Linked DNA regions of Rattus norvegicus: region 1 is linked to region 2. The links are chromatin contacts, called in public Hi-C maps. All regions are on one chromosome and are shown on one strand. Each heading gives the region's core, a stretch centred on a gene start, on an enhancer-like site or on the middle of the called end of the contact. The rest is flanking DNA. Distances are from core to core; before and after follow the strand shown. Region 1 holds the start of Agpat5 (1-acylglycerol-3-phosphate O-acyltransferase 5). Region 2 has its middle 53 kb from the start of Xkr5.

Region 1 (3,078 bases), core at 434-2,933, 58 kb after region 2:
CTCTAAGGGGTACTTGTCATGTGCAAGGTCAGCAACTTTAAGTTGTGCTCCCAGCTGTTCTGTCCCTTCTGCTAGTGAAATTAAATACTCACCCACGATTAAACCATACATTCACTTGACAAGCTTAGTAAAGTTAGAGTGAGGGAAGAAACCGTCAGCCTGGAGTTCCTGAAAATTCTGAATGAAATCCTATTCTAAAAGTCAATTATTCAGAAACCTTGATGCGAAACAGTGGTTTTTTTCCTGTTTCCTAGGAAAACACTTAGAAAAGACAGTGATTCAGAGAGGTCCTAATTCTCCACCTCAAACATAATCTCCAACTGGAGCAAAACTCAGTAAGGGATCCATCCAGTCCCCAAAGCATCCCCCAACGCAGAATGAAAAGAGCTGAGAAATGGGGGAGAAAGTCATAGATACATCAAGGAGAACCCAAACAGAGCTCTCCTTTGAAACTGAGAACCAAGAAGGAAGTACAACAGTTTTTATGAGACGTCATATAACTAATTTACATTAGGAGAGCTTTCTACTCTTCATTGTTTTCCGAGTTCAATCTCCACAGAGGGGAAAAAAGAAAGAAAGAGAGAAAGAAAGAGAGAAAGAGAGAAAGAGAGAAAGAGAGAAAGAGAGAAAGAGAAAGAGAGAAAGAGAGAAAGAAAGAAAGAAAGAAAGAAAGAGAGAAAGAGAGAAAGAGAGAAAGAAACAGTAGCAGGAAGAAAGCAATCTGACAAGAGATCAGCCCACATTGAAGCCCAGTCCAAGCAGAAGAGAACTGTATCCACAGTGAGGCTCCTATTGTAACCAATGTATTCATTTCCTCGCTAGGCTCTCGCTTTCACCCGGGAGGAACCCAAGGCAGGAGTCGTCCTTCACAGCTGTCACTTCGGTCAGCGCCTAGAGCTTTTGCTAATCTAAAAGACCTCGGAAGTGCAAAAGAATCCAGTCCCAGCATCACCACCTCGGACTCAGTGCCCTACTTTGGCAGGCACCGAGACAGACAGTTAACAGCCGGCCCGGGCGGGGGTGGGGCGGACCCGGGAACACACTCAGCCTCAGCAGGACGTTCCAGAAGGAACCCCGAAGTGAGAACCAGAAACTTCCCCCGCGGCGGGAGGCCGGGTGCTGCGGCACGTGCTCGCCCTGCTGCAAGTAGCGCCGCCCGGGCCGCGGGGCCCGCGCGCACCGCGCAGCCGCGCCTCACCTGGACCCCGGTGTAGTTCTCGAAGAAGAAGAGCACCATGTTCTGGTAGACGCAGTAAAGCCGGTCGTCCACGCGCTGGTACAGACGGGCGGGCAGCAGCGCGGACAGCACCCGCCACAGCGTCCAGGCCAGCATGTAGGTGGGCGCCGAGCCCAGCAACAGGACGCTCGGGAGCAGGTAGCGCATAGAGTACGTGTGGAGCACCAGGGACAGCAGCATCCTCTCAGCTCGCCAGCCGCGACTCTCCTGCGTTGCCCGCGCGGCCGCCAGGACCTCAGCCACCGCCGGCCGCCCGCCAATCACCGCGCAGGGCCGGCCGCGCCGCCGCCCTCCGCCCTGGCTCCGCCCCCCGCATGGGCCGCGGGGCCCGGGACCCGGCGGGGACTGTGACCGCCCCTGCTCGCCGCCTCGGAAAGGGCACGCCTCGGCTTGCCGGGCGCGCTCGCCTCTGGGTGCTCCTTTTGCTCCGCGCGACCCGCGCCTGTCAGCGGGGAGGCGGGGTAAGGCAGGACTCCCAGGTAATAAGGAGCCTCCTGATTGGTCGACTTATGGGCGTAACATGTGCTCTGATTGGTCCGGTCCCTGTTCTCGTCACGACGCATGCTCGACTGCGGATGCTGGCTGTATAGGAGCCCGGGAAGATGTGATGTGGTGGGTTTTTGTCCTGTGCTGGCGTTCGAGAGCAGCGTGGGGACACGAGGATGCTCCCTGCAAGACACGCGGGAGCCGACTAGGTCGTGGAGCGCAGGTTACCGACAGCTGCAGTGTCTTCGCGTGCCGGAGGGCCACCCGTATCCCCACGTGCATAGGAAGCGCTCCTTCCTCCTGGCTGTTGCAGAATGTGGCTGGGTCCGCCTCCCATACCCTTGGTTGACCTTTCACAGGACTGTCACCTCCTTTTATTAGATCCTTCAAAGTTTTAACTTTTGCCTTTTAATAACCTTTTGTCCTTTGACTTGTTTCTGCTGTGCTTTTCCCTAATAGCTTACGTTCTTTTTTTCAGTGTGTAGGAAAGTATTTTTCTGTACATGTAGAATCCATAAGTTCTTTTCCCTTCAGAAAAAACTAGAAAGGTTAAGTAACAGCAAAAACGTATCCAGAGGCCCAGATCCTTTTACCGCCCTAACTAGTGGAGACCAGATAATCCTATACTAGAAGGTATAGAAGGAAGAGCAGGTCAGTGTGCATGCTCGGATCTGTTCGTTTTGAATGCGTGTGCTGTGTGAATATGTTGGTTTCTATAAGTGACCCTGAGGTCACTTTTTAGACCACTTTCTAGAGCACTGACTCATCCCTCTACCATGTCTCTCTGCTTCCTTGCTTTGGACTCCCCGTCATCTCTTGCCCCATTTTTTTTTTTTTACCCCATCGCCTCTGAGGTGCACTTCTTAAGGCATACAGATGACTCCTGTCATAAGCACCCTATGTCAGACGGACGTGCTTACCTGTTTTCACAATGTTGGAATGTATTGAATTAAATAAATTTCACAAAGTACAATGGCTTGGCTGGCACCAATGAGGCCTGCTTTACTTTGTAGCCCTGGCTATGGCAAAAGACAGGTTCTTTTATTGCGGTCTTAATTACTAATATTAACTGTCAGATCACACATCCATCACTCAGTAAGTATATCTCTATATGTTTATATATGTATATATAGGTTACAGTGACTACAAAGAGTTAAAAAGAGGAAAGGAGTTTTAAAAGCCTTGGGAAGCCAGAGCTGGAAAATTGGCAGGGATGTAAGAGTGTCTGTCTTGATAGCAAATGAACCACAAACCCAGCTTTTGGGAAGATACTGCTGTTATTGGGCCACTGCGGGTTGCAGATATGACAAACTGTCCAGTTTTGTGCAGATGCAGAGGTGAAAGGGCAGACAAAA
Region 2 (3,026 bases), core at 235-2,734:
ACCCCTCATCTATCTCCGTAAGTAAGCCCAGTAATCTTATTGGTTCCCCATGTTGGAGCAGCGCTTTGGCTTGTCATGGACAACCTCAAAGGAGAGGATGCCCATTTATATCTCCCAGGGAAAGAGTTCCCGATCTGAGCCTAAAGATGACCGTTTCCTTTTCAGGAAAACGAGCCTGCTTAAGATCTGCATTTGGTTCCTTGAACGAGTGACTTGCGTTGTCTTCAGACGTGAATATCGAGAGAGAACACATTTGTGCAGAAGCCCCGAGAATCACAGTCTGCTTCGTGGACATGATGCATGGACTTCCTGCTTTCAAGGGTCTGTCATCACCTTCAGCAGCATGCCCTAACGGACCTCTTCTCCAGGCCTTCTTAAAAATCTTGCTGCATGTAATCTTGTGCATTCTAGGGAGCCAAAAGGATGCTAGCAGGACTGTGGATTTCTGTGAGATGTGTCTCAAATGTCTATGGCTTCTGTACCCACCCCGATGCAGCAGGACTCAAACGCTGGGCTCTGCGATTACTCTTCTCTCTGCAGTTCTGTCCACTCAGCTGTGTCTCTTGTGACTCTCTTTTGCCTGGCACCCGAGCAGATCATATAAGCATTTTCCCCCCACAAAATAACCACTAAATCCCTACGCCATGTGTCCTTGAGAAAGGAGTAATCTTGCGTTCTCCAGAAGGCAACCTTTGTGTCTGAATTAAGAGAGCTACTCTAAGACACTAGAGTTTGATATTTGTGCATGCAGATAATTCTGATTGTAGGACCTTTCCCCCTTCATTCCCACAGCCTTGGTCTTTGCAGGTGGAGCTGGGAGGCTCAAAGATCAGGTGATCAGGGACAAGCTGGCTGGCCCTATCCCTCCCTGGCTACCAGGGATATATGCACTGACCTGGGGAGTTTCTACCATCAGGAGCAGAGCTGATGGAAAGTTAAGATCTGTGTGTGTGTGTGTGTGTGTGTGTGTGTGTGTGTGTGTGTGTGTGTGTCTCAAACCATCCTGAGGAAACAGAGCAAGTACTTCTTTTACAGAAGGGTGGGCCACACTCGGATGTAATCACATATGCCTTCAACCTCAGCACTTACAAAGCACAGAAAAGAGGATTTCAAGGTCAAGGTGAACCTGGACTACATAACAAAACTCTGACTCAGAAAACCAAATAAAAATCCTAAAAGAGCCTAGAGAAGGAAGAGTTGGCTGGATAGGAGCAGCAGTGCCCTCCCCACAAAGGTGCCCGCCAGAAGGGAGGGCTCATTGAATACGGTGGTGAGACGCACGGGGTCTGCTCTTTTCTCTCCAGTGTATTATTTTCGCCTTTGGGTTTTTTGTTTTGTTTTGTCTTGTTTTGTTTTGTTTTGTTTTGTTTTGTTTTGCTTTGCTTTGCTTTGCTTTTGTTTTTGTTTCGCCTTTGGGTTTAAGCCATTGATCCGGAACTATTCAAAAACTTAGATGACAGCTTTTCCTCCGGCCACTAGGTGGTGCTAGATCCCCGGTTGGTATCCCACTTCGACTGCAAAACTAGAAGCGAAGCCCAAACGCAGAACTACAAAACGAACAGAGTGGGGGAGAAAATGTCCTGAACCCTAAAGCTGGTCTTGAAGTCGTCCCAAAAGGAAACCCCCCGGTTGAAGCCCTTGCAGCAGCCCCTCGTTCATGGGTGTGCGTTCCATAGGAGCTCCACTCGGACCCTTCTCTCCGGTTTCTCTTTCTGTGTGATTGGCTGCTCTCCCTCACAGGAAGTCAACGCTGTTTACTGCTTCTGCATCCACAAAGGGGCCTTTCCCTAGAGATGGCCAAAGGTGGCTCACTCACCATGATTACCAGGCTGACTGTAAACCCTTCAATACCAGCTGTCCTCTGGTGGCAGCCCCAGAGGGTTTGGGGAGGTGGCTTCATTCACTGCCTTGGGGAAACTGCCTTTCTGGGCATGTTTACCGTGAATTCTGTCTGGGGTCAATGATATGGGCCGCAGGGTAGCCTGGCCGCTGAGAGATCTGTCACAGAACAGGCTTCTAAATGGCATCATCAGGCTTCTGCCATCCCAGGACAAACAGAGGACCGGGACATAAAGGAAAAGGAACAACAAAGACGGTTTCCCTAGGAGCTATTAAGGTCTGCTGTGCGATAGAAAACAAGTTTTGCCCATCTGCCTGAAAGCACAGGGCTGAGTGGTCTTATCTCCAGCTTCCCCTCCCTCTCTCCCTCCCTCCCTCCCTCTGAGGTGAAAGACCTCACCAACCCAAGTGTAAATAACAAGGATGAGGAGGGGGGTGGGAGCGAACAGGTGGGAGCCTTCTTCTTACCCAGCACAAAGGGTCTGACCAACATTCCTACCACAACAGAGTAGAGATTGGCAAGAGAGAAACATAATAAATTTACTTAGTGACAGATTTATGAGTGCCAGAACCACAGAGAATGAAGCCCCAAAGACTGTGGGGGAAATCCTTTAGGTTTCTGTTGCCCTTTTGATGAGGGATGGGCAGCCACATTGGAATGTGATTGAGTCCAGGTCTGACCTAAGGTGGCAGATAGAGGGAAAACCTTCAAACCCTGCAGCATCCCTTCCTTCCCACCCAGCTTAGAGGCAGGACACCTCCAGGTTCTAGGCTCCCTTGGCGGAAGGAGAACTAGTCTGTAGGTCTTTTGATGGGAAGGGCGGGTCAGGTGACAGAAGACAGAAAGACCAGACTCCATTGTTTTGGGAATCTTTCCTGGGTCACCCTGGCTGCCCTGTTAACTCAGCTCACATCCAGGGAAATTCCACCAGGAGCCAGTCTCAGCTGGTGTTGAGTGCTGAGAGCCCCTCTCCCCTCCAGGAATCCCTTTTGTAAGGGGAGGGACAGCACCTGCGGTCCAGTCAGCTCAGCAGTGGTCACAAAGGCAACTAACTCCACCTGAGGCAGCCTCACCTTACAGCTCTGGAGGCTGTGACCGAGTGACACAGCCTGCAGGACACACACAGCTCTGCAGCTCCCTTACTCCTCGTCTTAGTTAACTGATAACCATAGGTTGTGTCAAGTTG

Evidence for each region. Hi-C and Micro-C count contacts between places; a contact is called where the count stands out from the background.
Region 1: a Hi-C map of Schwann cells shows a contact between it and region 2, with 1.7 times the contacts expected there. The contact joins the promoter of Agpat5 here to the enhancer-like site in region 2. A contact is called at or near these places in 3 of 12 Hi-C or Micro-C datasets (the A7r5 cell line, Schwann cells and mammary epithelial cells).

The regions. Positions count from the first base shown.
Region 1 is chr16:77,686,465-77,689,542 of GRCr8, forward strand. Agpat5 (1-acylglycerol-3-phosphate O-acyltransferase 5) reads right to left here and starts at 1,684. Exons shown (of 8, transcript NM_001399425.1): 1 at 1,199-1,684. The coding sequence starts at 1,417.
Region 2 is chr16:77,629,102-77,632,127 of GRCr8, forward strand. No RefSeq gene overlaps it. Among named protein-coding and RNA genes, the nearest start is that of Xkr5, 53 kb to the left of the region's middle. Within about 2 kb of position 1,485, at least 17 of the 93 cell types and tissues checked have an H3K27ac peak or open chromatin away from gene starts, as enhancers often do. A contact at or near this core is called in the A7r5 cell line and Schwann cells, where this site is marked.